2 separate regions of the Aedes albopictus genome follow, and region 1 is linked to region 2. The links are chromatin contacts, called in public Hi-C maps. All regions are on one chromosome and are shown on one strand. The core of a region is the stretch at or near the end of the contact, and the rest is flanking DNA. Distances in the headings are between cores, read along the strand shown.

The links. Hi-C and Micro-C count contacts between places; a contact is called where the count stands out from the background.
Region 1: a Hi-C map of whole body shows a contact between it and region 2, with 3 times the contacts expected there. The contact joins the promoter of LOC134284905 here to the promoter of LOC109402694 in region 2. A contact is called at or near these places in 2 of 3 Hi-C or Micro-C datasets (embryo and whole body).

Annotation. Positions count from the first base shown.
Region 1 is chr1:45,051,899-45,054,598 of AalbF5, reverse strand. LOC134284905 (zinc carboxypeptidase-like) reads right to left here and starts at 1,444. Exons shown (of 2, transcript XM_062844444.1): 1 at 1,023-1,444. The coding sequence starts at 1,358. LOC134284853 (zinc carboxypeptidase-like) reads right to left here. Exons shown (of 2, transcript XM_062844260.1): 2 at 1,899-2,700. The coding sequence ends at 1,954.
Region 2 is chr1:44,399,290-44,401,989 of AalbF5, reverse strand. It overlaps LOC109402694 (ER membrane protein complex subunit 8/9 homolog), which reads right to left and starts at 1,311. Exons shown (of 2, transcript XM_019675396.4): 1 at 845-1,311; 2 at 435-783. The coding sequence starts at 1,189. The coding sequence ends at 526.

The DNA.
Region 1 (2,700 bases), core at 195-2,694, 650 kb before region 2:
AAAAACTCCTAAAGAAGTCACTAAAGTATCTCTAAAAACAATCAGAAAACGCCTAGAGAAATTTCTGATGAAATTACCAGATATATCATTACAAAAACTTATGGAAAAATTCGTGAACGATCTTCTCTAGGAAGTGCGGAATGAATTCCTAGAAAAAATTGCAAGGGATTTCTATGGAAATTCCTAAAGAAATTCCTGAAGATACCCCAGCTGTTTCGGATTCGAAACTCAGAAACTCTTTACTGCTGGAGACATTCGTGAATAAATTACTGGACGAACTTCCGAAGTTAATTCTGGGACTATTTTTTCTTCGGAAAGCTTATGATAGTTCTGGTTGCAATTGTTAAAGGAATTCCTTTAGGGATTCTCAATTATATAACCAAAAATTTTCTTGAAAGAAATTCTGAAGCATTTTTAAATAAACTCTTGGAAGAGTTTCTAAAGAAATCCCTTCTGAAATATTTCAGGTGGAAACGTTGCACTTTGTTACATTTTTTCCTAGCTTGCAATACATGCATCAATCAAGTGAGTTTGAAGCGGAATCATTACCAAGTAAAACTGATTCTTCATTGGGGCCTAACTGACATTTTCAATTTCTCTTCATCGGTCCTCTCTTGGTGTTATTATGGAAAGTGTATTAAGTTTTCCAAAGATGTTTTGGTTGAAATGCGAAGACGACGAGTACATCTTGGTCTAGAAACAAAAAGAATAATGATTTTGTTTGTTTTGATCAAGTTATTAGCGAAAGAGAGAGTCGACGAAGAGAAATCGATCAAGTCAGTTTTTTTACACAGTGCTTACGAAGTGGAAACCAGTCGTTCGAGATACCATCATCTCATGAAGGAAAAGGTCGCCGGCCACGTCCTTTCGTCAACCGGAGGAATGTGCATTCAACAAAAATATTTTGGACTTAAACAGTAAACAGTGGCTGTAGATGTGGTTGGTTACAACGATGAAGATGATCGCACAAGAAATTTGATATTGATTCGACATTGATTACAAAACAAAGGAACGCTACTCACCAGAACCGATCCCCCAATCTTGTACCGCTCCATCAAATCCGTCATTTCGGCAATCTTTTGCGGTGCAACCATAATGGTTAGATTCTGATTGGTATGCCGGGCATGACCCATGAAGGTATAGCTATCGCTCCGGTTCTCCAGCTGTTGCATCAACTGGACCTGTTCCTCGTTCTCCAGCAGTACCCGGTAGATTCGGAAGTGATCGTAGCGGGCCTTGTTCGAGGGGTCCACAGCCACACCAGTAGCCGAGCAGCCATGGCCATCTACGACGAGAAGGAGCAGCAATGCGACAATGGCTGCTGGGATGAAATAAAGAAGTCGGTGCGGTAATCGCATTTTTGCGATGCACAAATGGCAAGCCGGCAGCAGCAGAACCGGCTCAATCGAAAACAGAAGTGAAACTGAATGATAATGAATGTCTATCTCGTCTCGATGGTAGGTGAAGCAGTAAAGATGAGAAGGGACAAAGGTAATGTTTACCGATGGGATTAGCTTTTAGTACAAGGTGAGAATGTAGTGGTGGGATGAACAAATCAGCTGTCATGACAGCTTGATAAGAAACTGTGGTGGTGTGTCTTGAGATAAATTTTCATGCAATCATTTACAGTTAAGATCGTTCGATTAGAGTTTTAAATTTTAAATAGTTTAGTTTTAAACCCAAAAAAATAGCTTAAACTTCAATTATTTTTTTTTTCAGAATCTGCTTATTGTAGGATTTTTTTTAGATTTTCAATGTATTAGTTTTTGACTCTGGAAAAAGCTCCATAGAAAAGATGACATCTTGAATTTTTGTCCACCATATTGGATTCCTGGATCATAGTTTTGGGAGTTTAAGGATGCGAATGAAGTACATACGTTTGAAGTAAATCAACATGGTTATGTTTAACTGAGAACATTTATTAATACAAATAACAACCTTCCAAGAATGCAATCAATCGTAGTACCCAAGCCGCTTGGCTTCTTCCACAATGGCGACGAACGCAGCCATGGTTTCCTCACCAACCGGCGTAATCTGTTCCGCCGGCAGAATAAACATATCCGTCGAGTCCGGTGGTCCCCGCAGCTCAAACGTCAGCGACACCGGAATCTTCGCCTCCTGGTAGGCCCAATCGATACTTCCCCCACTCGACGGATAAATCGTCTCGTGTTTGCTTCCACCCTGGAACGGAGTCCCATGAACAGCCGTCAACGCCGCAATGGCCCTATCCGTAATCGTCTGCAAGTGCTCGTAGTTGGCGACCTTCTCCGGCGTATGCCCAAAGGGGAACATCAACAACTGCGAGTACGAATGCAACGCAATGTACGTCCGGATGCGCTCTTTTTCGGCGTTGTCCCGGATGAAGTCGGCCAACGCACGGGCTTCCGGTTCTGAGAAGGCTCCGGACCCGGAGAAGTCGTAACTGCAGGGATCATCACTGGAACCGATGCCGCCCCAATTGCTAGCGAAGTTCCGATTCAGATCCACACCGCGACAGATGCCGTAAGGCTTCCGGTTCTTGCGCCACAGACGATCGCTTTCGAAGGAAAACTTGTACCCATCCGGATTGACCGTCGGGAAGAAGAACCAGTCGTAGTTGGTGGACAGTTCGATGATTCTGGGATCCGTTGAGGTGATGAGCTGGTTCAGAATAAAGGTAGCAGTGGCTGGAGAAATCCATTCCCGAGCATGGATTCCTCC
Region 2 (2,700 bases), core at 62-2,561:
TTATGTTTTTGTACTGGATTCGATAGAAATAGAACGCTTTCAAAGGTTCTCTATAATAGATCACGTGACGCTTTCGGTTTCATATTAGATCTTTCAGTTCACGTGCGTAGCAACGTGGATGGTGGCTGCGTGCCACCTTACTCTTGCGCGGGGCGGTCGAATGACAACAACGCAGCGCACGCAGCCACTTCCGTTAGTGCAAAGAAAAAGCGGTCTACTTTGATCGCGGAAAATTTTATTTTCTCGGTATTGATGGCTAAGCTAAATGATATTGTTTGCACAAAAGCAGCAGTTTCGTGCGCAAGAAATTAATCAAAGTTTGATGTTTATATTGAAGAAATCTGTGACGAAGGTGAAGTAAATAAAATTCTTTGAAAACATTTGCGCTGACTTGATGTTTGATCCGAACCAAAAATTCCAATAAGAACACTCGGTTAAACGTTGAACAAATCCTTTTTATTACAATTTATAATGTGATTTTGAGAATAAATTATAGCTTTTTGGGAATGAAAAATTGCACTTGTCCTAGTACATGGACAAAATCTGCCGCAAGTCCCTATTGAGATGATCATTGCTCCAATCATTATCCGTATTGTCCAGATAGTTGTCGAAATCGTTGAGCTCCTTCATGGCCCCTCGTTGCAGCAAGCTCGACACGGCATCGAAAGTGTTCTTTGAATCCTCTACCGAGCACTTGCCTACTTTGGTCCAGCGTCCCTCCTTGCTCTGCCAAACTTTGAGCGCCGGGTAGCGCATGTTGATCGAGACAGCTCGGTTGTCAATCTAAAATTAAATTACGAATCATTCACATTCTAGTGCTTCCAGAATCCAATCACGAACTCACCACGGCGAACACCGCTCCCGTCACATTCTCCGCCACCTTGTCGGCAATCCGTGCCCCCGGCGCTCTCTCCAGACTGTTGTCGTAGAAATTTTCCGCCGCCGCATAGTACCCCAGCACCTGCATTCCCTCCTTGGCGGCCTTTGCCTCTACCTGAATCAGAGCAATTTCCGCCATCGGACTCACATGCAGACACTGATGAAATAGGGGAACCGCATCGAGCACCTTCTGCTGGTCGCTGCCACCCTTGGCACCCAGCAGCAGCCCGTTCACGGCCAGGTGCGGGTACTTGGCCGCGTGCAGCATCATCTTGCAGTAGGCACGGGCGGAGAAGTTTACCTCGGACATGGCGGCACAAGCTGGAATCGATTAGTTTGTCTGGGTTATTTCAAAGAAAAATAATTTTCACTCTGGCGATCGAACGATTAATGTTTTGGTCTTAATTCACACTGACTGAACAGTGATTAGGATTTGACGTTTCCACTTTTGACAGGTCGGTGTGTGACCGTGTGACAATCAGAATGAATTTGGCTGCATACTGCGCGTCTATTTTGCCGACGTTGTTTTTAGAACAGTCTGTTTGGCAGTGGGCTGAAATCATTTATGTCGCTGCCATTGCGGAACAAACTGTAGCAGATGAACTTGTTGATTAGAAAAAATATTACTTCGTGAAATATGTAGTTTGTAGGTAGGGTATGTGTGCTGCCATCAGTAATCTCCCATATTCATACTATTCGAAACAAGCGACTACGGCACCGATTGATTCCGTTCAATTTGTTTTCATGGGTGCTCACTTCTAACTACAAATACAAAAATAAGAAACAAAAGAAATAGCTCAATCCTTTGTTTTAGTAGGATGAAAATGGGAGTCACCTGCTTTTTTTCCTCCCCTGTTGGGGAAATTAAGCCACTGCGTCCAATAGGCTGAACTTTTGTGGCATGTCCCGTTTTGATATTCGCATCTACCCGAGCAGGAACGAATAACTGACACATAACTGGAGCATACCAAAATTAGGTATCATAACAAGACGAGGTATTGGTCGGTTATCCAGGTATTGAAAATAACTTATTTTGGTATTTTGAAGGTATTGATGATATACGTCAACGTCGGGGCCTGTAGCTTTGAGGTACAGTTTCGCTTAGTAAAGCGGATCGTCATGGGTGAAATTCCCAACCCCTTCAAAAAACACTTCGTCCAGCCACCAAAAGACGCCGCACGGAGGACAGTGCATTGGGAGGGCACATCCATCCTCCGTCAGCATTGGATGGTGACTGAGACAACTGACCCTCTTCGACGGCAACAAGCCTAATATACGATTCACGGCAAACGAACCCGCGGCACACACAATGGACTGGATAGGAAATGTATAGGAACCACACGCTGCTGTAACAACAACGGTAGCGACAAGTACGGCATGAGATCTCTCTCCTACCTACTGCGAGGACGGTAGATATAGAGACACAAGCAATTGTCAATAGAACTAAAAATAGACTCTGTATCAAAGTGTATGAGCTTAGGAAAGATATAGATAAACTATGGTAATCGGCACAGTAGAGGCCTAAGTGCACAGGGTGCCTACAAAATAAATAAATGGATATACCTCAACGAGTTATTGGTTTGGTGTTAAGGACTGCTTGAGGTATTATTCAATTATGGAAAAATCGCTGTTTGTATGGAAAAATCACCGATTATTATTTAGGTATTGCCATACCTGATGTCATTATTCACGCGTTATGCACAGAATACACACCAGTTATTATTTTAGGTATTTAACCTCTTATGCAGGGCTACTTAATACCTCATTCAGGTTGTAGGTATTCGGTTTTCCATACCTGAGTTAGTTATTCTTCAACTATTT